Regions from separate parts of the Mus musculus genome. Here regions 2, 3, 4 and 5 are each linked to region 1. Evidence: chromatin contacts called from public HiChIP or PLAC-seq and Micro-C data. All regions are on one chromosome and are shown on one strand. Each heading gives the region's core, a stretch centred on a gene start, on an enhancer-like site or on the middle of the called end of the contact. The rest is flanking DNA. Distances are from core to core; before and after follow the strand shown. Region 1 holds the start of Smarcal1 (SWI/SNF related matrix associated, actin dependent regulator of chromatin, subfamily a-like 1). Region 2 holds the start of Igfbp2 (insulin-like growth factor binding protein 2). Region 3 overlaps Xrcc5 (X-ray repair complementing defective repair in Chinese hamster cells 5). Region 4 overlaps Xrcc5 (X-ray repair complementing defective repair in Chinese hamster cells 5). Region 5 has its middle 11 kb from the start of Gm39661.

Region 1 (5,130 bases), core at 787-3,286:
TTCAATTCCAGACTTTCTAAGTTGGGATTCCTAGGAGCAAGATACATGGATAGATAGGAATCCAGCATTCTGAGGTTAGGATGCATGGGCCCAGATGTCCTCTGATTCACATCAAAGGACACCATATTGCTCTATGGGTAAATCAGCTGGGCCTGGAGAGTGAAGTGACTGTCATGTGAATTGGTGACAGGCAAGATGAAGGGCACAGCACTTGGTCTTAAGAAATTAACTGTCTCTGCAGGGGATAGGAAGAGCAAGACAGGTGCTGGCTAATTAGTAGCTGTTCACACTGTGAAGCAGGAAATGGATGCTGAGTAGTAGGGAAAACCAAAGATATAAGATTTACCTCAAATACTAGCTGTAAGTGTTGCAGCTCTAAGGAAAAAGGCTCTGCTACACAAGTTCTTATAGCTGCCTGGAAAGATTCCCCAATGCAAGTGTTATAGCTCTGCTCCAGAAGGGGATAGTTCTCCAGGCAAAGTGTTTTGCCAAAGCTCTGCTCTGTCCAAAATGTTACAGCTCTGAAGGGAAAGGAATCCTGGCAGTTGGGAATACCACAGAGTCACACCACACAACAAACTTGCCACAATAGACTTCTTGGAAGGTGGGAACTCAGGAGGGCAGCTGCCTCTGCTCCAGTGAGAAGCAGCAAAGGACTGGGCAGAATGCAGGGTTTATATAGGATTTCTAGAGGGTGGGTGGGATTTCCAGAGTGGCCTGGGACTCAAGGATTGGTGGGATTTTTTTTTCCTTGTAGGGTGGGGCTTGAACCCTCTCCAGCTACACTGGTACAACCACTAGTGACATCTGCAGGGCAGAGCCTGGCCACTTGTGTGCCTTGAGGGTTTATAACCTTTACAAAGTATACTTTTACAAGAGTTCAGGCACTGAAAGCCTTCCCCTGCCCCTTGAGTTGGCATGAATAGCCAACACTAGCAACATTCCTCTTCCTCCTGTTGTGGGCTGCTATTTTGATAGCTCCTGTGTTCATGATATCTTACTGCAGTCCACCTCATCGTCTCTTCTTATTAAAAAACACATCACATTTCCCTAAATGTCTGGTCATTTCCCCAATTAACTCTGTATTCAGAGATCTATCTCTTTGCAATGAGCTCTGTTTGAAAACAGAATCGTTTCAACCTTTCCGTGTACGCTGATGATAGAAGAATATTATATTCAACCATTGGAGGACAGAAAGAATGCTGTGCTCAGAAATGGAGTCAAGTAACCTTGATAGTATCTGATAGATGGGAGGGCTTTGGAATCAGAATAACAAAGTAGCTAAATACAGCCTGGAGAAAATTGTGGACCAGTCCTAGTTCCGTTTTCTCATTTATAAAATGAGGATAATGGAGCTGGGTGTGTGGTGCACAACTTTAATCGCACTCCAGAGAAGGATCTCTGTCAGTTTTAGGCCAATGATACATGTTAAGATCCTGCCTTTTGAGGAAAAAAAAAAAAAGATATAATAATAATCTTATGATGGTGCAAGTCTGTAGGAGGTGGAGGCAGGAAAGACATCCTCTGGTACAGGGTGAGTTCTTAGACAAGTCTGGGTTACATGAGTTACTGTCTATGTTTCATAGGTTGTAGTTCGGATTAACTTAAGTTCCTATTAATGATCAGCACGCTGACTGATGGAGGCTCTAAAAATTTCAATTCCTCTTTGGTCTAGGAAAGCAGATACTCAGCAGCGGCTGGGGCTTATAAGGACGGCACTATTAGAAACGGGTGTGCCAGGAAAATCTTTATTAAGTATCAAATCAATCTGGCTGTCTGACATGTCTGGAGACACCCCTGACACTGAACGCTCAGCCTTCCTTACGCCTGATTAAATGTTTGGAGAAACTGAGAGCTACAACTCCCAGGGTGCACCACACCTTGACCCGCCCACAACGTTACGCCTCTCAAATTCACCAACCTCCAATGGGCAGGCTTTCCGATTCAAACTACAAACCCCAGAAGGCCCTACACCAAGTGTACTATCACCCACAATTTATGACCGGGATCTGCGGCCGTACTGGCTGTTGGGAAATGTAGTTCGACGGTGGCCGAGCCATTCAAATGCCAATGGCCCGCTCCAAGATGGGTGAAATTGTAGCGCTTGAATTCTAGTTCCTCTAACAGTCCAACCAGAAGCGAAAACTGCCTAGGCAAGGCTCTGAAAGACGCTCCTGGTCTAGGGCTGTTCTGCTAAGGTGCCTCACCTTACTGGCCTCGCTAGGTAAGAAAGTGGGCTGCGAAGGAGGTAGCAGCATTGGAGACGGACGAGACCAAATACGGCAAGAGGAGGGAGCAGTGGGGACGGGAAGATCCAAGTGGAAATGCTAGAGGCAAAGTGGGGCGGGGCGTCCCCTTTTCTCAGGCACCCAGGATGTGCACAGGAAGGGAAGGGAAGCCCAGGTCTCAGCAAAGAGGAATGTCTATGTGGTGGTGTGCATTTGTGGTTTATGGTTTATTAGTTGGACCTCTCATTCCGTGGTCTCATCTCCCCAACTGGGTCAGTCAGCATACTAGGCCTTGGTAGGTATAACCCTAGTTGAATACAAGGCTGAGAGTTTTCATTGCTGCTGGCTGGCAGGCTTGAGTGTAACATCTGTGAGAGGAGATGTTTTGGGGTGCTTTGTCTAAAGGGAGTCTTAGCAAGGATTAAAATGTAAACCCTCTGAAGTCAAGAGTCTAGAGCTTTCTTTGACGGCTGGCGGTGCTACTGGAGTATTTCCTATGTTACAATCATTATAATATAAAAGTAACTTTTATCCTGTTGTAGTTGTCTGGGAGGCTCACTGCCTCCATCTGCTAACCTAGGCCTAGTCCTGGAAGCTTCTAGCCTCCTTATATTCTGATCTGGGCCTTGAATGTTTTCAGCCCCTTGAGACTTGCTGCTGAATAAACTCACCCTTTCGTGTTTTTTCTGAACTCTAGCTGGCTGGTTCAACTCAGCTGTTCTGGCTCAGACTTCTTTCCCCAGCTGACTGATTCAGTCTGGCTTTTCTCTCCGCCTCTGAATTGCTCTGTTTGGTCTCAAACTCTAGGAATCTGGTTCTAATCTTCTGGCTCCTTCTCATTCTCTTGCTCATTCTATCTTTACCTGTGTCTGACCTGTTCTTTCTTCAGCCTGTCTCTGTAAAGCTCTCCCGGTAAAACTGCCTCCGCCTCCCTCTCTGCTGCTCTACTCTTTCTCTCAACTCTACCGTATCCTGTGCTGTACTCTCTCCTCCTGCACTGTCTGTCTCTCCCTTAAGTGGCTTCCCGTTCCTCATGAGAGTTGGGCATATCCTATTCTGTCAAATCTTTCTGATTCTCGTCACTTTGTCTGCCACTCAATTAGACATCGTTTTCAACATGGGTGCTTTCTCCTACAAACTAACTTTACCTTCATTGTTTTGGAGTCAAAGGTGAGTACTAAAGGCATATCTGTATTCCAGCCAGAGGGAATGTGTCAAGGGCTGGGCCAAACCCTAACTAGAAACTCAAGTTCAACTATCCTGTAACATTATAAGGTAGTGCTATTTGGGTAAGGCTTAAGTCAGACCCAGCCAGAGAATTTGGTGTTCAGGCCCCTGCATCTAGAGCATTGTAAAACTGGTTCAGCCTATAGGAAAATGTCTAGGGTAAATGAAATCACAGTACAGAATAAATGTATGATCTTACGCTGTAATGAATACCTGTGTTTTCCAAATATGTGGCAAGAAAAGTTCAGAACTATGCTGTGCTCTGAGTGGTGGTGATGTGTGTTGGTTGAGTTGAACTTAACCCTTTATGTCTTCTGTCTGAATTTGGCACAGTGACCCTTGTCCCCAGTTCTCCCCTTTGTCCCCTTATTTTTCCAAGAGTCATTTTGCTCTTGCATGTTGGAAGTCAGGCTCTAGGACCAGCTGCTCTAGCTTGCATTTGGTCACCTGCAGATTCAACAGAAATGTAGTGAGGATGGAAGGCAAGGGGAAAATTTAGTGTGCAGTCTCTCTGAGGCTCTATCTCCTTCTTCCAGGTTGGAAACAGGCTATTGGAGCAAGCATTGTGGCAGGGTATGAAGCTGGTCATTGGCCAGTCTATTTCTGTCTGATCCACTAGCCTTTCTAGTTTAAAATGTAGTCTTTGTCCATTCTAATGAAGTTAGATTTCACTGTAAAACTTTCTTGGGATCTGCTAACTCACTTTGGCTAGCAAATGAGAAGGGGGAAAATACCCCAGTGAAACACAATCCATTTTAGAATAACGCTTTGCTTTTTCATCTGGATCAGTATTTTAAAATATGCTATTTACTGTCTGTGTGCATATGTGTGTCTATGTGCTTTCATTTTAATTATAAAAAATATTTCAATTCATCCCTTAGCTTTTTCTAATATGTTACCTGGAACAAAACCTTATTAATCAAACATGGTGGACGTACGTTTTATTTTTGTCTTTTTACCTTCCCCAGCTTTTACCAACTTCCCAACTAAAGGGTGACATCCCTGCATGAGCCTATCCTGTTAAAAATGTCCTTGCCACTTACAGAGGAGCAGAGGAAAAAGATTGAAGAGAATCGGCAAAAAGCTTTGGCCCGTCGAGCTGAGAAGTTGTCAGAACAGCCACAGAGCGCAGCTTCAGGCTCCTCTGCTGCCGGCCCGTCCCAGTCCAAGCAGGGCTCTCTCCTGAATCTCCTAGCGGAGCCTTCAAAGCCAGTGGGCCATGCCTCCATTTTCAAGCAACAGAATCTCAGTAATTCATTTCCTACTGATCAGAGACCTCACAGCTCCCGCTGTTCTCAGCCCAGCCCAGCAGAGGAAACGACGGGGCTATGGAAGACCCAAGGAGAGATGTCCACAGCCTGCCCAAAGCCTAACCCAAGTCCTCCAGGAGCCTCTAACCAACCACTTTTGGGTTATAAATCCAGCGAGGGTCAACCCCAGGCAACCTGGGACACAGGAGCTTCCTCTTCTGGACCATTCCCCAGGGACCCCGAGTTAGAGGCCAAGGCAGCAAGGCCTTCCACCTCTAGGCAGAGCATTTCGGACAGCTTTTATGTGTTAGGGGGAAAAACACCTAGGACAGAAGGGAGACCCCCAAACATACTGCAAACCACACCCCAAAACACAGGCTTTCTACGGGGAGCGTGCATAAAGACTGGGGATCGCTTCCGGGTAA
Region 2 (5,130 bases), core at 1,094-3,593, 240 kb after region 1:
ACCAAACCCCCAAAACCAAAACCTATGTGAATTCTGCTTCACTAATTTCCCTTGTGTTTTACAGAAGGTGCCGGCATCAGACGCCTGTGTCCGCAGGCTTTTCTTGAGTAGGACTTGGAGGTTGTTTGGTTAGGGAAGGACTGAGATAAGGTTCCTCTTGGGGTGTGGGTATCTGGGGTTGTGCAGGGTAAAGCTGGCTATTAACTGGGGATAAGGGGAAAGGGATCAGCACTGATTCGACTCACCAGAAAGAGAAATTCTAGAAATTCCCAGTGGTTCATGCCTGTGATCTCAGCACTCTAAACACCGAGGCAGGAGGATTGTGAGTCCAAGGTCATCTCGGGATGTGCATGGATACTCTTGCCTTTATAATTTTCATACTTATTACTGATTCAATGACATTGAATAAGCAGAATTCAAAACAGATTCCACTTACTTCTTCTCTCTCTCTCTTTTTTTCTTTTGAGACCAGGTTTCTCCGTGTAACCTTGGCTGTCCTGGATCTTGCTTCACAGACCAGGCTGCTTGGAACCCAGGGATTTGCCTGACTCTGCTGTCCAAGTGCTGGGATTAAAGGCTCACCGCCATACCAGACTCTTTACTGTGTTTTAATGCCAGTGGTAGGAAATATAGCTAGCAATGTGGCTCTCACTTGTAGTTTACAATGGATGTTTATGGCACACCATGATGCAGGGTGGTATCTCTACTACAAAGGAGTCCTCAGTCGGTGAGGCCAATAGGAACATATTCCAGGGCAGGTACAAGACACCAGAACACGTGGAGATGTGAACTGGAGCCTCCCCCAGCCTTTGTTGGTTTCCTTCTGTTAGATCGCCATTCTGTATAGCTCCCGTTATTGTCAGAGGTCCATCCCTCTGCTCAAACACTGATGCTGTGTCCCTGACACGCCCAAATCAGGCCAAGTCTCAGCACAATTAGCTGATTTCCCTGCCAGTTCCCCTATCTCCCCAGGGGTTTTGATCTCTGGCCTAAGTGACTTTCTAGTTTCAGTATCACTCTTCAATTTTTTTTCATCATTTCTGCTGGTCCGGGTGTTGAGAATGCGCCATCGATAACCCTCCATTTCCCTCTACGCAATTACCAAGCTTTAGTCTCACACCCGTCCCCCTTCTTTTTCATTCGGATAGTCATCTTCCACAGAGGTTCCTACAGAAGTTCAAACTCTCCTCCATAACTCTTCCTCTCCTAGTTTCTTAAGATTAGAACTTTGTCTTCTAGGAGGCATAAAACTCAAACAGACATATGAACAAAAAGCCGCTGAATTGAGATAGGCCCTGAGCCCAGAAATTAGAAAGGATGGCTTGGAGAATCTTGTGGGGGAATGGAGACGCCTCACTCGTTGTTAAGGTCACAACCCTGGCAAATGAGTCAATAACTAAGGTCCTGCCAGGCTGGAGTGATGGAGGTTGGGGGCAGCTAGGCTGGGTGATTCAATTGGAACAAAGGAGGCAGCCACTCTTTTCTATTTGAAAACCTGAGCGAGCTCTAATCAGCCTAGCGCTAGGGCTTTCTCTAATACCTGGGGAGGGGGGTGGGTGTCTAATCTGACCTTTTCAAGACCCTTCAGTGGGTGTGTCTTCAGACGTCTGGGGGGGGGGAGGCGGGGAGAGTGTGTGTAAAGGTGGGCGAATAAGGCAGCGTTTGTGGATGGTGACCCGGGTCTCTAGGGGATTAGAGGGCTTGTGGGGCAGAGGTTTGTGAGGCACCAGGAAACACACCAGGTTTCATTACTTGCAGCGGTGAGCTCTGGGCTGGGAAACTGAAGTTGTTGCTAGGAGGTGCTGTCTGGGACGAGCCTGGTCTAGAAGGACTGAGCGTCCGCGGGACTCACTCAAGGTCATTGTTCCTAGCAACACGAGGGCTGTGGGGAGTCGGTGTGAGCTCCGAAATCTTTAAGGTCAAGACTGCTTTTGTGTTTCCCCGGCAGTCAGTTCACAGCCGGCCACGTGGGAAGTGAGCAAACTAAGTCCTTCCAAATCGAACTAAACTAAAAGACAGGAGACAAAAGCACAGGCTCTTTCCCACTCCACGCCGATTCTACCCACGCTTGCAAGTTATTCTTACTCTCCCGGAGCGGACAAACCCAGGCTGAAGGGAGCAAAGTCCTAACCAGGGAAGAACAGAGGGGTCCGCTTGAATCCCCTAGGAACGTAGGGTGGGCGAGTGGGCGTGTGCACAAGCACGTGCCCTCACGCAAGAGTGCGGGGGGGGGCGGTGCGGGGGGGGGCGGTGCGGGGGGGGGGGGAAGGGAGTGGTCTCCATAAGGGGGAGGGGAGAAGGCAGGGGGGCGGGGAGAAGCAGGCTTTTTAGGACCCGGCAGAGGCGGGGGAGGAGAAAGAAGGCAAGGAGGCGTCTCCCGCATTCGTCTGGGCCGTGCCACCTGCCCGCTAGCTCGCTGCACTACCGTTGCCCACAAGCCAACATGCTGCCGAGATTGGGCGGCCCCGCGCTGCCGCTGCTCCTGCCGTCGTTGCTCTTGCTGCTGCTCTTGGGCGCGGGCGGCTGCGGCCCCGGGGTGCGCGCCGAGGTGCTGTTCCGCTGCCCACCCTGCACGCCCGAGCGTCTGGCCGCTTGCGGGCCCCCACCCGACGCGCCCTGCGCCGAGCTGGTGCGAGAGCCCGGCTGCGGCTGCTGCTCCGTGTGCGCACGGCAGGAGGGCGAAGCATGCGGCGTCTACATCCCGCGCTGCGCCCAGACGCTACGCTGCTATCCCAACCCGGGCTCCGAGCTGCCCCTGAAGGCGCTTGTCACAGGCGCGGGTACCTGTGAAAAGAGACGCGTGGGCACCACCCCACAGCAGGTTGCAGGTAATGCGGACTGTGAGCACTAGTTTTGGGCTTGGGAGAAACTCTCTCGTAGCTCAGCGGGTTCTCCTGGCTGGTGACTCTCACGTGGGAAAAGAGAGTCCGACGGGACCCTGGGACTGATGTAGAGGAGAAAGAGCTTAGACCTTAATCAGATCCAGGGAGACTCTTGAGAGCGGGAACCCGAAAGACAAACCCGGGAGGGAGGCTGCGGGTGGAGCAAGCGGGATTTGATGGGGTAAAGGAGGAGAGGAAAGATACCTTGCCACCAGGGTCTTCCTTAACGGGACTTAGCGGGGAGGAAGGTGGTCTGATCTAGGGGCTGAGGGGGTGGAGGTGGGGGTTGAAGAGCCTGTAGGAACTTGAAACTCATTTGAAACAAAACTTGAGTCAGTGACCACCGGTCGAATGTTTAGCGGTGGGCGTGCTGCTGGCTGCCGCGCACAGGTGACACTGCAGACCTCGGGTGAGAAAAGATCGAATGGAGAAGCTCCTTCCTTCTGGCGTTGGGAGGTGAGGAGAAGGGTAAGGATGCACGTGGAGAATGGAGCGGGCTCCATCTGTGTAACTTAAGCCGGTTGGCCAGCTGCGTTCCGGCACCCTGGCTGTGCGTCTGGGCCTCCGGTCAGAATGCTGGAGCCGCTTGAAAGCCAGGGGAGCTACAGCTCTTAACGCGGGTGTGTGTCACACCGTACCTCCTCCTAAATCTAGGGAACTTTTTCTGTCTCACGGGATGGGGAAGGTGGGGTTCTTTGTTAAGGAGCCCTTCTTTCTCAAAAGAAAAAAAAAGTTAAGGGACACAAGCTGACTGCGAGGAGTTCACTTTTTTTTCTTCACGGTTTGGAGAAAGCTGCAATTGTCTTGGGGACAGCGCTGAATTTTAGCTAATGTTTAAAAGGAGGCTTTTACTATGTTTCTTAGACTGGGGGTAGCCTGGAGAGATAGGAGAGAGAGAGAGAGAGAGAGAGAGAGAGAGAGAGAGAGAGATAGGAGAGAGAGAGAGAACAAATATCTTCCCTGTTTTTCGATTTCTTTGTGCGCCCCTCTCTTTCCCTGGCTCAGCCACTGTCCCTTTCCCAATGGAGTCAGAGGTCAAGTTTGAAGTCTTGTAGTTCTTGAGGCATTTTTGACCTTGACTACAGAGCAAGGTGGAGCTTCCTCAGAGGGGAGTCCCAGGGTTTCTTCTCTCTCAGCCTTGGGTTTGATCCTTGCTCCTGTTTCTAGGTAATAATAAAGGAAAAGAATTCCGCTTCTCAGGCCCCTTCCTCCCTTATTACCTCTGGAGCCCCAGAGGAATTTTCTTCAGCAGGCCTTGCAGAATCCTCCGGATATTGACTGTTTTACTAAATCTGGTGTACTTTCCTCTCAGAGTTTTATTTTCCTCTCAGAGTTTTATTTATTTTTTCCTCCCCACCCTTCGTTGCTTTCATTCTAAGCCTGTGAAATTCAGTCTTTCTGCTTCTCAAAACTCTTAAATAGGTTGGAGTCTTCTGCAGGCAACAGATGTGGCAGGTTCCCTGGGTCACTTTTCCTTACTGGCTGCGGGGATGGGGGTGGGGTGAGGGGGGTTGTCAGGGAAGCCAGGGGACAATGGGGTGAGTTCATGGGAAGAATGTCACTCTGGATTTTCTGCCTGGTTATGGGACTCCGTTCTGCTGGCTCATTCGAGTGGCCGCCTCAGCCTTCTCTGAAGGTCCAGATGCCTTCCACATTTTTCTCTTGTGTTTCTGTCTGGAAGAGGGGATGTTAACCAAGGTAGGGGGTGGGGTGGGGGCGGGAGCTGGAAGCTCAGAAGTGATCAGCTGCACAGCAGGGCTCTCAAAGGGGTCGTTTGGGAAGGAGCCTGGTTTTGCCAGGTTGGCCAGATGAGAGGCAAAGGTAGAGGCTTCTGGGCTCTTTGGGTTGGGACAGGGACTCTAGAGGCTGTACTGAGAAGGAGATATTATACATGGTCCAGACAGACCTTAGCAATGAGGGAGGCCGCTCCCCACCGTCTTTGCCCATCTTCTGCCTTCTCTGAAAGCTGAACCCTCCTCCCCCAAGCAGCATTTCTCTCTGAGCAGGTTGCTTTTGAGAATTTTAAACATACCCTCTTATTTCCACGCAGCGAACCCCAGCAGTTCCGGCTTTGCTGTTAGCTCTTTTGTCTTTGTTCCCAGGGACTCGGGGACTGTATTGCTGGCTTCCTGGGGATGGCAGGAAGGCAGGGGGTGGGGGGTGGGCACATTAGTGAGTAGAAGAAGTAAGTGGCTGGTCGTGATCCTACATCCCAAGGGGTGATGGGCTGGGCCTTTTGGTTCATAGA
Region 3 (5,130 bases), core at 1,749-4,248, 230 kb before region 1:
TTTTGTTTTTGTTTTTTTTGTTGTTGTTGTTTTTTTGTTTTTGTTTTTTTGTTGTTTTTTTTTTTGAGACAGGGTTTCTCTGTGTAGCCCTGGCTGTCCTGGAACTCACTTTGTAGACCAGGCTGGCCTCGAACTCAGAAATCCGCCTGCCTCTGCCTCCCGAGTGCTGGGATTAAAGGTGTGCGTCACCACTGTCCGGCTTTGCTCTCCTTTTCTCCAGAGACTTTTCTCTTCCCTGCATTTCACACTGTCAATTATTCTTCTGTCTTGAAGCTTTGTATCTCCCCTAACTTAAGCTTCCAGATTTTTTCCTTGTCTTTGAAAACTCCCTGCCAGACTCCTGTGATGTTTCCTTTCCCTGCCCACCTTATCTTATAGGTGTTGTGTATAGCGCTTGTCTTCAGGACAGCTGTATGAACACACTATGATGCTGAAATGCCTTCCTTGCATATCTGCTTGGATGCTCTGGCCATCCTATGAAGTAGATTGCTTTGTTGATGTTCTCTCAAGTCTGACAAGACTGAGGACTGGAGAAAAGGAACAACTTGCCTGAGATCTTAACAAGTGTTAGAGGAAGAATTTAATAAATGTGTGCAGTCTGACTCCAAAGCTCAGACACTCAGCCAGAATACCATTTACCCTTACAGTACAAGCCCCAGTGACATTTTATGTACGGGGCTTCAAAAGCCACACAGTCTGTCTGCGTCCTATCCGTGGGTGGCTCAGGTGCCTGCATTTATCTGAAATTCAGTGTATACAGAAATGGCTTCATTGTCTGTCTCTGAGCACTCTGCTCTCCAACGCCTCTCCTCTTCCTATTTGAGAGAATGGCAGGTTTTGAGAGAATTTGAGGTTTTGGGTTCAGCCCTTTCTTCCACTTGCCATGTCTGGCTGGTTTACCAAGTTGTATTAAATTTACCCCAAATCTGCTCCTTTCAGTTCAGGTTAATGTAGTGGCTAATGGCATTGATTTTTGGAGACAAATAGATTTGAATCTAAATCCAGGCATTTCCCTTTACTGGCAGTTGAAGTTGGCAGGCTGGGCTGGGCCGTGTAAAATGGATACCTACATTTGATGACCTTTCATTTGCTCATCTATAGAAGACAATGGCAGAAGAGACTTGTGAGGGCTGTTGCATAGTTTAGCTGAGATAATTTAGCCGTGCTTGGCTTACTTAGTGCCTGGCCCTTTAGCTCTTAATAGCATTTCCCACCAGCATTGCTTATGCATGCTTTGTGCCTCCTGTTTCAGCCTGCCTTACTGAGACAGTCTGTGGCTAATTTTCTTCTTCCTGGTTTCAATCCTTTCCAAACGCTCGGCTCCCTCAGCAGCAAGTTTTGTGTTTCTTTTTCCCTTTTCAGCATTTCCTGGTTGATGTTGTGGAAAATACAGAGGAAGAGGTGCATAGAGTGAGGTGTTTAGAAATATCTCCAAATGTCTGAGTCTTCTAGTGAACTGCGATCCAGGGTCCTTCATGCTCAGAAGCTGTCTGAACCCTGCTCATTTGAGTTGTTGTTGTTGTTAAATGAAATATTAATTTATGTGTATGGGTATTTTGCTTTCATGTATGTACGCCACACACATGCAATGCCCATAGAGGCCAAAAGAAGGTGTCGATTCCTCAGAACTGGAGTTACAGATGGTTGTGAGCCACTGTGTGGGTGCTGGGAATTGAACCTGGGTCCTCTGAAAGAGCAGTCAGTGCTCTTCACTGCTGAACCCTCTCTCCAACCCACTTTGAGATCTTGTGGAAACTTCATTACATAGGCAAGATTGATTACATCAGTCGCCATTGGTGAGCAGGTTAACCTTTGGCCTCACCCCTCCTGGGGGGGGGGGGGTAGACTAGCATCTCTGCTTCCTAAGCCTGCCTTAGGCTTTTTAGTGGTGCCTCCTGATTCCCTTTCCCTACGCTACTCAGAGGCTGCCAGCCAGTGACACTGAGTTTCTAAAACCTTTATTATGTTCTGTGTGTATGTGTGTGTGAATATGCACTGTGGCACACATAGGGGGTCCAAGGACAACCTGTGGGAGTTGATTCTCTCCTAGGCCCTGGAGATGAAACTCAGGTTGTCAGGTGAGGTGGCAGGTGCCTTTGTCCCCTGAGCAATCTCCCTAGCCTAAGTGATTTGTGAGTATGCATGTGTGTGTGTGTGTGTTTAAAAAGTAGGGTCACATCACTGCTATTTAAAGTTCTTTAATGCCATGATTCTTAATTCCCCCAACCCCTTGTCTGGGATGGACTCATTCAGTATAAACACTAAGAGCCTCTCTCCAGATCAGTACCCTTACACTCCACATTTTGGATGTGATTTCAGGGGTTCCGATTCCTCAGACTGCAGACCAGCCTTGCTTTCAGTGCCCCCTCTGCTTGCCACCTAAGATGATGGGACCAGTACTCAAACAAAAAAGCCAGCAGCCAGACAGAAGTCTAAGCACTCCCCCTGTCTTGACAAAACCATCTGCCGTCCCTATGTTCATAATCTCTAGCCCCAACTCTTGCTACTTTTCAGCTAATGTAGCCACTTGCTGGTTGTGGCATGGTGCTTAGTTTTCGCTTCATTTTAAAGGTGCCCTCTTCTATGGACTCAGTGTCTGAAGGTGGGGATTTGAGCAGAAAGCCAACACATTTTGAAATATAGAATTGAAAATCTTTAATAGAGGGAATGGCGCCTGGCACACACAAGATTCTGAGTGTGATCCCGGCACCACCTCCAAGGTGAAGTGACTCATTAGCTCCAATTAGTCATACCACGATACTGGTTACTTATTTTAAACCATCATGTCATTTTTTGACATATTTAATTTTAGTTTGTAAATTAAAATAGATTATTTCTTGGTGTGTATGCATGTGTGTGCATATGTGTTTATGCTTGTATATGTATGCACATGTATGTGTAGAGGCCAGAGGGAGAACTTTTTCTGGTGACATCCTTGTTTAAAAAAATTTTTTTCATGAGCTAGGATCTCTCACTGGCCTGAAACTCACCACATAGGCTAGGCTAGCCAGGTCCAAGGAACCACCTATCTCTGCCTCCCAAACACTAGGGCTGCAGCACACCACCATCTCACCCTGCCCCCATAATACACATCCCCGCCCCCCCCGCCCCCCCCCCCCCACACTCACTCTCACACACTCGCTCTGTCTCACCCTGCCATGGGTTCTGGAAATTAAACTCAGGTCCTTCTGCTTGCAAGACAAGGCACTTTACTGACTGAGCCATCTCTCCAGCCCTAGCTAGACCTTAGTTAGAAATTTCTTAGTTACTAATTTCAGTTGTTTTTTTGTTTGTTTTATTTTGTTTATGTTTTGTTTTGTTTTCAAGGCATTTATTGTAGAAAGGCAGAGAGAGGGAGAAGAGTAGAGAAGTAGAGACTGGCTATGGCCACGTGGAGGGGGAGGGGAAGGGAAGGTAGAGAGAGGGGAAGCAAGAGGGCAAGAGAATAAGAGAGCAAGAGTTCCTCCTTTCTCCCCCCCCCCCCAGTTGTTTCTTGATGGCTGCTCTTGGCCTACTATTTCTCTGGGAGAAAATTCTTCCTATCTTTGTGTTTCACTGTGAGAGAGATGATAGGCAGCGTCTTTGGGTTGAATTTCCAGTTCTCCTTTAATTATGTTAGCATCCCCATGTCTCTGAAGCCAATATGTTAGGAAAGTCAGCCTGTTACTTGAGGCAAGATATGGCCTTTCTCGGAGCCATCTTTTTCTTGATGCTGGTGAACATTGTTAGTGCTGTGCTCAAATAAAATCAGGGCTATAAGAAAACAGATTAAAAGGTTTGCTTAAAATTTTTTTTTAACTTAAAAAAAACCCCAGTTTTCCCATATTTACCTTGTGATTGCCTAGTAAGTTTTGACATGTTTAGCTAGGAGCTTATAGAGCTCTTACAGAGATTGGTACAGTGGAGAAGATGGGGTTTCAAACACAGCGCTCACCCATGTACATGAAAGGCTATAGCTCTGGATTCTGAGATGGGGACCAAGAAGACGCCTGAGGGACAGATGAACTTCTTAGTTAACGTTCAGCTTTGGATGTAGCTGCTGCTGCTGCCTTCTGTATTGCTGCAAAGCAAAACCCACATTACTCCAAGGCCTCCTGTCAGGGCCCCAGGGCAGAGAGAAGGCACCCGCTATTTGGATAGAATGTCTGTTATGCGTCTTTACTTTTGATGCTTCGAAGATAACGCTGTACTTTCCACATACAATATCTTAGCGATTGCATTTTAATTTTGTTGTAAAGGGGAAACACCTGTTTCTTTCCCTCTAGTCATGAAGAGGGGCCCGCTGCTAAAAAATATAAAACTGAGAAAGAAGAAGATCACATCAGCATCTCCAGCCTGGCAGAAGGGAACATCACCAAGGTAAACTGAGCTTTTCCAGTGTCCCTCTCTCCCTCCACAGGAAGGCCAAGGTTTGGGCTTGATGAGTCTGCTGACATACCACTCTGTCTGGTCCTCTCTGTATGTGAACCATATAGGCCAATCCCACGTTCTTCCTTTCTTCCCAGAAGTAATTAATAATAGTGAATGACATATAGAATTATGTGTTGGATTATAGTAAGCAGATCTCTGAATAAGATGTAGACCACAGAATGCCTTCATTTTGCATTTTCTGTTGGGTCAAGATGATAGGATTAAGTGGGGGACAGTTAATGATATGAGTCTTATTCCCCAAATGTGTAAAATTGAAGTAAGTATATCTTTCCTGACTTCTAATGCAATGCTTCAGAGGCTGGAGAGATGGCTCTGATAGTTGAGAGCACCCAAGTTCAGTCCCCAGCACCCATATGGGGTGGCTCACAGCCTCCTGCATCTCCAGCTCCAGGGAATCCAACACTTACAGAGAGAATCTCTTATGGACTGTGTGGAAGCATCACCTGTCAATAAAAAGCTGGTGGCGTATTAACTGAGGCAGGAACTAGAAGGCAGACACTTGGTAGAGAGAGAAAATTCAGGGAAAGAGTCAGTAACAGGAGGTTTCTTTCTCCTGGACTGAAGGGAGATGAGCGGATGAAAGCAGGAGAGGTAGCCAAGGAGAGGGCCACATGGCAGACACAGACTAAAATAAACAGGTTATATAAGTTATAAACTAGTCAGAGAATAAGCCCAAGCACTGTAATGAATAATTAACTC
Region 4 (5,130 bases), core at 703-3,202, 200 kb before region 1:
GGGAAATTCAGAAGGGAGACATCCTGAATGATGCTCGGATCCAATAAAGCCATCCATCCAGGATGCTGTCAGGTTGTCATATACGGTATGTGACCAAGGGGGGAGCCTACCACTCTCTTTGCTGTTAGATAAGAAGAAAACCCATAGTTACTTTCTTTCATTTGAATGAAAATATCTTTATAGGTCAGAGGGGTGGGTAAGGGGCAGGCTAGGTTGTGGCCCCAGATGTCCTGGCCCTTGTTACCATGCACTGAGAAGGAGGGTAGTAGTCTGTTGTATAGGACTTGGGGTGGTATTTTGTAGAGGGAAGGTATGCATTTCAGATAAAACAAGAGGAGTCTCGTTTTCCTCTGATGGAACACATCTGAGTCTAGAAATCCTTTGAGTGTGACATGGTTGCTTGGCTCGTTTCACTTATGAACAAGATCTGGACTACTGTATTAAGCCCATGTACAGCCTGAATCTAGAATAGATATCTTTGAAGCCTCTTTGAGATAAATGATGGCCTGTAGTATCCTAAGATGGATACTCCTTCCAGGGGCCAATTTTTATATTTGCTACTAATAAGTGTTGAGTCACTGGCTAATTCTGAAGGACATTTTGGTGCATTATAATTGGATCTGTGACTTAGGGAGAATGGAGACTGTCAGTCTGTCTCTTAGCCCTGTTATTGCTATAGAAGCAGAGAAGCCCCTGGTTATCAGCATCTCCTTCATACAGCAGAACAGGGGAACCAAAAGCATAAACCAGCTAGGAAGAAGTACTGGGTTTTCCCAGTCGTTTTGTTTGTTTTTTGTTTTGTTTTGTTTTGGGTTTTTTTTTTTTTTTTTTTTTTGCAGTTTACTATATTAAAGATGGCAGGGAAATGGGCTCTGCCCCCAAATGTTGGAATGGAAGTCTCTTGTCCACATCTCTTCTAATATTCAGTATGTAAAGCGTTATCCACCACAGCTATGCCCTGATGTTAAATGGTTCATTATAGTCAGTGAACCACAAAATTGTCTGGGTAAAGGGGCAGAATTCAGAATCAGGGGCCAGATGCACCTGCCTGCTTCTAAAGGACAAAAACCCAGCCCTTCGTCTTCACTGGATTGTTGGAAGGTCGGTGTGTTTATCTGCCTGAGTTTCTCAACCTCGTGGGGGAAAGGACAAGGCAGTCTGATAGACAAAATCCGAATAGGTTCTTGGGTTCCGAGAGTATCGTTCTCAAATGTAAATGGGACGCCGAGACGCCTTCATTCTCCGTGTAACTTCTTCACCACATCACCATTGTGCATGGACAGGCAGCTTTGGTATTTGCTGATTTTATTTGAGTTTGGGTATTTTCTCCGTAAACTGGTCTGTGTCTCTGTCTCTTTAATGCTGGTGAGTGTGAGTGTGTTTGTGAGTATAGTCTGTATGAGTGTGTTCTTTCATATTTCAGGATAAGCAGGTAAGGAAACGGTTTTTGTGAAATAGTTCAGTATCTCCTCTCTTCATTGTTTAATGGGCTCCCGTGCTAGACAACATAATCTGTTATCACTTGATCCTTTGTGTTTTTATGTATTTCTTTGTAGATTTTTCCCGCGCGCGCGCAGGGACAGGCACACTATGGTGCTCCTGTAGAGGGCAACTTGTAGAAATGTATTCTCTCCGTTTCTCTTGTGGGTTCCAGGGACTGAAGTCAGATCATCAGGCTTGGTGGCAAGCGCCCTTACCCACTGAGCCATCTGGCCCTTTCATAGCTGTTTCATAAAATGTGGGCACAGAGTCTCTCCCTTCTTCTTCTGTTAATTCCCATGCTCCAAGTCCTGGTTTATATGTTCCTGCGAACTTCCTTCTTGACTTCCTGCCAAGCTCCCACTCCTCTGTCTGTCTTTAAATGTCCTTTCCAAGTCCTTGGCCTTGAACCCTTTCTAATTCTATTCTTTCAAAGGAGCCAGGCTCCACCCTCATCACAAATATGCACTCTCATGATGCTTCCGTGCGCCAGAGCTTCCCGGCCAACTCTGACTCCTTCTTCCCTTACTCTTGCCCAGTCACTCCAGGCACTCTCCCTCTCCTACCCTCCCTTCCCATTTCTTTGTGTGTGTGTGTGTGTGTGTGTGTGTGTGTGTGTGTGTAGAGGCCAGAGGTCAATTTGGGGTATCTCCCTCTATTACTCTTCACCTTACTTCTGAGATAGCACCTCTCACTTAGCCTGGAACCCACCAATTTAAATCGGCTAGACTGCCTAGCCAAGGTGCCCTGGGATCCTTCTTTACAGGGCTGCTGGGGAGCTGAACTCATGTCCTTGTGTTGTGAGCACTCTATGTGCTAAGCCTGGGCTGTTGGAGAGAAAAGCCAGCTGCTGGAAGAAAGCCACCTTCTACCTTTCATTGCTCAGTTAAGAACCATGTTCACTGGTGATGCCTCCTGAATCACCAACAATTTAAAGTTCATGTGATTTCATAACATTCATAGCCTTCTTCATTATTTACACCCAGTTGTTGTTGTTGTTGTTATTATTATTAGTGTGTGTATATATTACATTCCCCAGGAGCCTGTTTAGTCCTCAGAGGGAAGGGATTTACCTTAAACTTATTGAATCCTAAGGAACACTGCATCCTATCCTGTACACAGCAGTCACACAATAAATATGAACTAGGACAAGCTGATGAAGTGGCTGGTAAACTAAGCAAAGAGAAACAGTTACGCCATAGCTTCCTAAGATACTTCATCCTCATCTCAGAAGAAATGGAGGACTTGGGGTATTTGGGATTAGTGTCCTTAACCTCGAAGGAAATTTATTTGTGCCTAGAGAGATAATGCTAAGTGAACTTCTTATCAAACCATCTGCAAAAGGAGCTGTCGTGAACTGTATTAGAAACGCCAGCCATTTGGTTATTTTGCTTTTGCAAGCTGAAAAGAGAAACTGCTTTGTTTGCTTTGAGTTTCTTGTTGACGGTTCTCTCCTGCCAGGTAATCAGGGTTGTATTACTTACCTCCCTAAGACGACCATTGGAACGTGCTGTGTCTCCTTTGAATAGTGTGTGGATATTAATTTACTGCCAGAGGACACATTGGGGGAGATTTCTGAAATTGCATAGGGAAGTGTTTCTTTAATCCTCAAATTTGTCAAATGCTTTATAATAATGGAGATCATAATCTCCGGGTTGGAAGGAGAAATGGAATGGTTCTTGGGGATATTTTTTCCTTCCTGAGAAATTGCTATATGAGATGAGAAAATGCTTCATTCGTTTTTCTTTCTGCATGCTTTAAGGTCTTCCGGAAATGAGTAGATGGCACTGATTCAGGTCTTTTGTAAGAGGCTGAACAGTGTTCAGGTCTCTGATTCATAGAGTTAGTGGCCGCGAGCCCTCACCGGCGACTCTTAAAAGCAGTTTGCTTTAATATTGCACTCTCACATACATTTTAAACAGAATGTTCAAATGAGGTCATGATTTTGGGAAATAGCAGCCATAGGTATATCAGCATTGCCCCAGAAGTTGTCAGGCAGCCAGGCAGTGCGTGGCTCCAGGAATGAGGGAGAGCGTGCCCGTAGGCATGATGTCCCGTTTCCATTGGTTTCTTCTGCTGAGGCCAAGGCATGTTCCCATTGTCCTCTGCTGTTTTCATGCTGAAGGGTTCTTTTTTCTTTGTTAGTGAGGCAGCCACAAGTTTCAGCTTGCCTTGCAAATGATAACATTATTAATGTCCTTCTGCTTTCCAAGCCATTTATATGTTGCCTGCTAGCAGCTATTGGGTATTAAGTACCCAGAGCTAGTGCAGTGCTGAGAAGCACGGGAAATATTCAGGTCCAGGAAGGGCACAGATACAGTAATGATCGCTCATTCTGACGACGAATGTGGGCTGCTCTTTCCCAGTGCGATCTGGGATTGGTAAAGGGTAGGCCGTGCTAGCTCGTTACTTTTCATTGCCTGGTGCTGTTTGACAGTTACTTACCCTAAGTCTCAGAGTTGGGGGAGGAACTGGAGGATTCATTTCTGATGAATATTTTAAGCAAGGTAGTTTTGAATTGTTCAAACTAAAACAACAACAACAACAACAACAACAAAACATCACCACCACCACCAAACCACCAACCCTCCCCCCCCAAGATTTATAATGAAACAAGCAAATAAAAACATAAAACAAACCATCCTACTACAACCTGCAGAAGGAAAACTTAGGTATAATTTTAGGCACTTAATTTCTAGGCACTAAAATTCTAGAAATTTAATTTTATTTCTTGACAAATAGTGTTACCAAATTTCTTTATTCAAAAGATTTACTATTTTTAATTATATGTGTGTGTATGTGTCTGTGTAAGTGTATATGCATGTGACTGCAGTGCCCACAGGAGCCAGAAGAGGGCATCAGCTATCCTAGATCTAGATTAAGAGACTGTTGTGAGCTGCCCGATGTGGGTGTTGGGAACAGAACTCTCAGCCTCTAGAAGAACAGTACATCACGTGCTCGTAACTACTGAACTGTTTCTCTACCTCTTTACCAAATCTCTTTCCTTTTCCTTTTCCTTTTCCTTTTCCTTTTCCTTTTCCTTTTCCTTTTCCTTTTCCTTTTCCTTTTTCTCCTTGCCTCGCCTCTCTGCCTCGCCTCTCCCCTCTGCCTCTCCCCTCTGCCTCTCCCCTCTGCCTCTCCTCTCCTCTGCCTCTCCTCTCCTCTCCTCTCCTCTCCTCTCCTCTCCTCTCCTCTCCTCTCCTCTCCTCTCCCCTCCCCTCCCCTCCCCTCCCCTCCCCTCCCCTCCCCTCCCCTCCCCTCCCCTCCCCTCCCCTCCCCTCCCCTCCCCTCTTCTTCTTTTCTTTCCTTTCCTTTCCTTTCCTTTCCTTTCCTTTCCTTTTCTTTTCTTTTCTTTTCTTTTCTTTCTGTGTTTGTTTGGTTGGTTTTGCTCTGTTTTGTTTCGTGAGATAGGGTTCCTTTGTGTAGCCCTGGCTGTCCTGCCCGTGCTTTGTAGACCAGGCTGGCCTCAAACTTAAATAGATCTGCCTGTCTTTGTCTCCTGAATACTGGGACTAAAGGCGTTCACCACCATGTCTTGCACCAAAGTTCTTAAATACCTACTTTTAAGATAGGATTTTGCATCATCTCCCTCCCTAAAGAAACTTGGCAAGTATGCATGCAGATTCCGAGACTCTTGACCAAGAGTTCACC
Region 5 (5,130 bases), core at 1,458-3,957, 180 kb before region 1:
ACTTCTTACACTTCATCCGTCACGAGTACTCTCAGAAGTTAAGAGACCACAGCAGGCAGATAAGCCAACGGATGTGCCACATGCTCCAAAGACAGTTTGAAAGTAACTTACTCAACCAGCATAAATACATTTTGGTACAAATGACGTATTTCCATTTCAAAGGGGCCTTGTTCTTTAGTAGCGGAGGGTTCCCAGGGCTTGTGTTGGTTTAAGGTAGCCTGGGACGCTGGCCACTCTTCCTATCTCTATCTCCATTGGATCTGGCCACCATGAAGTGATGAGAAGGACAGTATGACCTTTGGAAAAACCAAAATTTTGACAGATCCAACAGCCCACTCCAAAGGATGTTTTTAAATATAGTATTATCCAGATCCAAAATTCCATTCAGGATGTTAAGCGGGAAAAAGCTGGTGGCCATGTTATTTTGCATCCCAATTTAAAACAATTGTTTACATTTATAGCATCCCACCCTTCTCTCTGCATGTGCCGTGGATGGAGGCTAGAGAACAACCTGAGGGAGTTCTCATCCACTGTGTGGGTCTGAGAGATCAGAATCAAGTCACCGGGTTTAGCATTAAATCCCTTTACCCACCAAGGCATCTCACCAGCCTGCACCCCAGCTTTTAAAATGTTAGAAATGTTGCAAATCTGACAGGAGCAGAGTTTGTTCTGAGAGGGAAAGGAATGCTCAGCTTGCTGGGGTCCTGGCACAGATGTTACCTTTGTAGACAGATCAGTCATGAGTACTTTGTAGATAATAAGACTGCCAGCTAGCCCTGCCTTAAGCAAATAAGGCCCAATTTCCCCTCATTGCAGGAAGTCTGGCTTAGGTGGCTGCCAGGAGACATATGACACACATGACCCTGAGCAATGGTCTGAGTGAAAACTCTGAGGTTCTCTTGTCCTTCCCACCCCATCTCTCTGTTTGCTTGTTGTCATCTCCTCCTCCTCTTCCTCCTCCTCCTCGGTAAAGCAGAAAAGGTGAGATAAAGCCAAACAACAAAACCTGTTCAGCCGACCTCTTTGGGTAGAAGCTTGTCATGTGTCTAGTTCAGCAGTAAGAGGCACTGGGAAAGCGGGAAGGCCGCATTACTTAAGCCACTCTAGTTGAGTCAGTCCAGGGAGCCGTGAGAGCAGGAGAGGATGCCTGGGTACCAGCGCTGACTCGGCTACTCGTCTTAAGTCAATTTTGTGTTGCTGTCAGGAATGCCTGAGATTGAGTTGTTTCTGAAGAACAGATTTCTTTCTTACAGTTCTGGTGGTAGAAAATCCACAGCAGAGGAGCCTACCTCTGGCAAGGGCCTTTTTGTGTCACCTGTGACTGGAGGCCGAAGGGCAGGCAGAGGGGAGGAGGTGAAGGGGCCGACCTCATCCATTCACAGGGAGCCCATTTCTGAGGGCCACTCCTTATATCCAGTTCACCTCTTAGCTCACTGCACTTTCAGCGTGGGCTTCAGGTGAAGCACATCCTGGACTGTGGATCTCAGAAGTTGTCTAGCCGTCTGACCTCAGCTTTTCTGCGCATACAGTGACGGGTAGGTTTGTTTGTGGCTTAAGCTTTGTTCATTGAAGTAACACTTCCCAGGGAATCAGCCAGCAACAGCAACTCCAGGCCCTCCCAGCCTTCCTGCTCCACCTGTCTTTCCTCACACACTACACATTTGCCAGAGAGTCTACTGGAAGGAGCTGGAGCGCTTCCCACCATCTGTTGTGAGGCACAGGACTCCAGAAGGGATTGGGAAGGGCATACTCGGTCCCTCTCTCCGCCTGACTCCTGCTACCACAGTTTGAGTGCTTTCAGGAGGCAGAGCAGCCCTTCCTCCGACCACCAGTGGTGTGGGGGAAGCCTGTCCTCCGCAGTAACGGTGGTTGGAAGAGCAGTGAGGACAGACATGGGGCTTCAGTTCCAGAATACAAGGTTTCAAAGCCACTTGATGATAATACCACGACTTCTCTTCTTCCTACATGCCTGCTTCTTACTGTCCGCCAAAACGGACACCCCATGACTGGGTCCTGGTGGCTTTAGAAGAATAAGGATGGAGACAAGGTCATAGCCATGCACACTCTTGTCTTTTGCCCTGAGATGCTTCGTGTCATGCTGGGGTTCTGCGAGCAAGCTACAGTTCCCAGTCCTTACACCTGTAGGACCTTGAAGCAAGTGTAAGCTGTTTTCACCCTCTGCTCGCTCCATCCTGGCTGTTTGACCTCGGATGAATCACTCAACCATTTGATAACCCCCGTTTCTGTAACTGTCAGACAGGATTTATGTTAACCTAACATCCAAGATTGCAGGGGAAAATGAAGGTGAATGACATGAAATATTTGATACAGAGGGAGCACCCAGCAGCATGTCCCACTATTAGTCTGTCCAGTTCTCTGTGCATTCTCTATACTGGACTCCATTTGTGCTCTGCTCTGCCGAGCCTCACATGAAGTAGCCAGAGGCCACAGCACTTACCTCTGTTCCCAACTTGCTCTGTGCATTTTTTCCAAACATTCATTTTCTCCAACAAAATGGGCAGCTGCCCCTCAAGAATGCTGGTGGCAATAGAATAAGAGGAAAAGAACCAAAGACTTTCAATAGGAGGAGCTTTGTGTGTGTGTTTTAAGTACTTGAACCTCAGCGGGCCAGCCACGGACATATCCCTTCCCCTGGCTCCTTTGTTTAAAGATACCCCTCCACCCCCCAGCTCCCTGAGCCCTGGATCCTCCAACAGTGTCAGGGTTGGATGCCTTTTATGGGCCATTTTTATTAGTGTCCTGATCGAGGCTTAATCACCACTCATAAACTGCTATCCGCCCACTGGCAGAGAGGGATGGGAAGTCCGATTCTAATTAGGAGTTGAAGCAGAGAGGGCATTTGGAGTTTCAGGACAGAGAGAGAGAGACACACACACAGAGACACAGAGAAAGTGTGTGTGTGTGTGTGTGAGAGAGAGGGGGGGGGAGGGAGAGGGAGAGAGAGCGAGAGAGCAAGAGAGCAAGAGAGCAAGAGAGAGAGAGATTGAGGATGTAAATGTGGTAGCTGAAGAGCAAAGTTAACCCCCTGACAGGTGTACTGCACATACATGTGCTCTCTTTACCTGACATATCCATCCGTATTCCCTTCCTGACCCACAGTTTGCTTCCTAGAACATCATTCACATTGGATTTAAAGCCCAATCTGTTTCAGTAATCCCAGTTAACTAATTTCATCAGCAGATACCCTGATTCTTACTAAGGTATTGGGTGTTAAGACACCGGTTGACATAGCTTTGGGAGAGTATACCATGCAACCAATGAAACTTTATCTTGCCTGCAAAGAAAAAGCTGCAGTTAGAAAAAAAGATGTGTATGTTAGGAGATGCTATGTGTGAGGTGAAGAAATACTGCTACACACAGGCACACACACACTCTGTGGAAAGGGAGAAGACCTTGTTTGGGAAGTATGTATTTGTATCTGTTCACAAGCTGAAATCTGAGGGGCTGTCTCTGTAGATAAGGCGCAAGCCTGTATGTCTGTGTGCTTGCTGTGTGAGATGAGAGGGGGGACTTTGTTTATCCAGAGTCAGCAGAAAAGGCCATGCTGCTAAGCGTGATCAAGTGTTCTGCGAACATTGGTTCTTGTTTTCATCTTGTGTGCTTTTATTCACAAGTTCTTGATTGTTTGAGGAAAGAGACCATATAGTCCCCACCTTTCCTGGACCCAGGATGTGTTTCTCCCTATGGGTAGACGTAGGCTGCAAGGATCTTACCCCGTGCAAAGGTTGATGGGAAGGAAGGGCCCTATTGATTTCCCCGTTCCACAGGAAGGAATCTACGCGCACTCACTTCCACTCTGTAAACTCCAGTTAATCAACGTGCCTTGAACACCTGCTGTATCTACACTCCTGGGCTCTCAAGAAGATTAGAGTTTGAAGAATACGAATGGCCTGTGCTCGGAAGTTCATGGATCGGTAGGGTGAGAAGTTCACAAACCCGTGAAAGAGGCATGGGAAGAGCCTCAGAGACACTGAAAAGGGGGTCGGCTTCAGTCTTGATAACGGGATGCCCTCTGGAATTGGCAGCACTTAAGATGAACACTAATGGTACAGAATTTAATCAAGAGAGAGGGCAGGCTGCTGATCTAAAGGACACAGCAGAGGTCAGGACAGCCTCACAGAGGGGTAAGTGGTTGGCCTGGAGGTACAAGTGCATGATGGGAAATAGAAATGAGTTCCACTACAAAGACCAATTATCTCTGGAGACCCTTGGTTCTGATGAGAGAAAGGGATCAGTTGTGTACTTCAGCAAGGTTATACAGGTCATAGTATGCAGTGGGGTGTGGGGGCTGGGGGGGGCAGTCCTTGGGGAATGGATGCAGGAGAGCCATGCAGAGGCTCTAAATAGCTCTGTAATAGCCTCTAAAAGAAGTGATGAGGGGCCAAACCAGGGTGGCCCTTGAGGAAGTAGAGATGTCAGATGGCCTACTAGCCACTGGGTATTGGACTCCATCTCCTCCACCCCTTTCTGGCTCCCGAGAAGCTTGGGGGAAGTGGCCACTGTCAAGGGCACATGCAAAGATGCTCCTTCAGCACACTGTCAGTCAGGATTATCAGGTCTCCAGCTTCTCCCCCCTTCTCTGAGAGCAAGCCACCCACTGATCGCTGCTCCTGGCCTCACCTGTCCCCATTCCTACCTCAGCCACTCTTCTCCCCAACCTTTCTCTTCTCTAGAAAACTCCACCAGCTGTGTTCTCCAGGCTCCTGTGAAGTTCTCACCCGGGTCCTCATTGGCTCTTCCCTGGTTTAGAAAAGGAAGCCATTTTAAGTGCTGTCTTTTGGGGGCTGCCGGTGGGCTGTCCTCCACCCCACCCTTTTGAACTCAAGGAGCATTTGCTGAGTTCCCTAAAGCCCCCCCCTTCTATCGTCTCTCTCCTGGCCCCACTTTTCACAGAAGAGACTGCCCTGAGGCAGCACTGCGCAGTTGTTTGCATCACCTTAAGAGTTCAGGCCTCCCAACATGCAAACGGTAAGCCTAGCTGTTACATCAGAGCTAAGGAACCAGCAGAAGTTAGGTTTAAGGATTTTCCTGCTGGCCAGGACGGAGGCTCACACTTGCAATTCTAGTACTCAGGAGGCTGACACAAGAGGATTGCACTAAGTTAAAGGC

The links. Hi-C and Micro-C count contacts between places; a contact is called where the count stands out from the background. HiChIP or PLAC-seq counts read pairs in DNA pulled down with a chosen protein or histone mark.
Region 2: a contact with region 1 is called in a Micro-C map of embryonic stem cells, with 4 times the contacts expected there. The contact joins the promoter of Igfbp2 here to the promoter of Smarcal1 in region 1. A contact is called at or near these places in 2 of 39 promoter capture datasets (the C10 cell line and neural stem cells), 3 of 484 Hi-C or Micro-C datasets (embryonic stem cells and nephron progenitors), 3 of 115 datasets of contacts at active chromatin or transcription factors (embryonic stem cells, extraembryonic endoderm stem cells and large pre-B cells) and 1 of 9 other capture datasets (adipose tissue).
Region 3: an H3K4me3 HiChIP or PLAC-seq map of the SCID.adh cell line shows a contact between it and region 1, with 11 read pairs. The contact joins the enhancer-like site here to the promoter of Smarcal1 in region 1. A contact is called at or near these places in 11 of 39 promoter capture datasets (the 3T3-L1 cell line, the C10 cell line, the HPC-7 cell line and 7 more), 1 of 15 datasets of contacts at CTCF or cohesin (large pre-B cells), 2 of 484 Hi-C or Micro-C datasets (the C2C12 cell line and cortical neurons), 11 of 115 datasets of contacts at active chromatin or transcription factors (the 230-238 cell line, the SCID.adh cell line, SST interneurons and 7 more) and 2 of 9 other capture datasets (embryonic stem cells and pancreatic islet).
Region 4: an H3K27ac HiChIP or PLAC-seq map of embryonic stem cells shows a contact between it and region 1, with 6 read pairs. The contact joins the enhancer-like site here to the promoter of Smarcal1 in region 1. A contact is called at or near these places in 4 of 39 promoter capture datasets (the C10 cell line, the HPC-7 cell line, cranial neural crest and 1 more), 2 of 15 datasets of contacts at CTCF or cohesin (large pre-B cells and pro-B cells), 14 of 484 Hi-C or Micro-C datasets (the C2C12 cell line, the CH12 cell line, ECoMG-derived neutrophils and 9 more), 21 of 115 datasets of contacts at active chromatin or transcription factors (the 230-238 cell line, astrocytes, bone marrow-derived macrophages and 12 more) and 4 of 9 other capture datasets (adipose tissue, embryonic stem cells, liver and 1 more).
Region 5: a contact with region 1 is called in an HNF4G HiChIP or PLAC-seq map of pancreatic cancer cells. The contact joins the enhancer-like site here to the promoter of Smarcal1 in region 1. A contact is called at or near these places in 2 of 39 promoter capture datasets (the C10 cell line and neural stem cells), 1 of 15 datasets of contacts at CTCF or cohesin (the NIH/3T3 cell line), 2 of 484 Hi-C or Micro-C datasets (both in nephron progenitors), 10 of 115 datasets of contacts at active chromatin or transcription factors (differentiating embryonic stem cells, embryonic stem cells, forebrain and 4 more) and 2 of 9 other capture datasets (embryonic stem cells and pancreatic islet).

The regions. Positions count from the first base shown.
Region 1 is chr1:72,581,215-72,586,344 of GRCm38.p6, forward strand. Smarcal1 (SWI/SNF related matrix associated, actin dependent regulator of chromatin, subfamily a-like 1) reads left to right here and starts at 2,037. Exons shown (of 17, transcript NM_018817.2): 1 at 2,037-2,224; 2 at 4,424-5,130. The coding sequence starts at 4,482.
Region 2 is chr1:72,822,137-72,827,266 of GRCm38.p6, forward strand. Igfbp2 (insulin-like growth factor binding protein 2) reads left to right here and starts at 2,344. Exons shown (of 4, transcript NM_008342.3): 1 at 2,344-2,828. The coding sequence starts at 2,444.
Region 3 is chr1:72,349,978-72,355,107 of GRCm38.p6, forward strand. It overlaps Xrcc5 (X-ray repair complementing defective repair in Chinese hamster cells 5), which reads left to right. Exons shown (of 21, transcript NM_009533.2): 15 at 4,266-4,359. Among named protein-coding and RNA genes, the nearest start is that of Xrcc5, 45 kb to the left of the region's middle. Within about 2 kb of position 2,999, at least 6 of the 459 cell types and tissues checked have an H3K27ac peak or open chromatin away from gene starts, as enhancers often do. A contact at or near this core is called in the SCID.adh cell line, where this site is marked.
Region 4 is chr1:72,376,404-72,381,533 of GRCm38.p6, forward strand. All of the region lies in intron 16 of Xrcc5 (X-ray repair complementing defective repair in Chinese hamster cells 5), which reads left to right. Among named protein-coding and RNA genes, the nearest start is that of Gm39661, 34 kb to the right of the region's middle. Within about 2 kb of position 1,953, at least 21 of the 459 cell types and tissues checked have an H3K27ac peak or open chromatin away from gene starts, as enhancers often do. A contact at or near this core is called in the N1E-115 cell line, astrocytes, cortical neurons and 4 more, where this site is marked.
Region 5 is chr1:72,399,129-72,404,258 of GRCm38.p6, forward strand. No RefSeq gene overlaps it. Among named protein-coding and RNA genes, the nearest start is that of Gm39661, 11 kb to the right of the region's middle. Within about 2 kb of position 2,708, at least 17 of the 459 cell types and tissues checked have an H3K27ac peak or open chromatin away from gene starts, as enhancers often do. A contact at or near this core is called in nephron progenitors, pancreatic cancer cells and pancreatic islet, where this site is marked.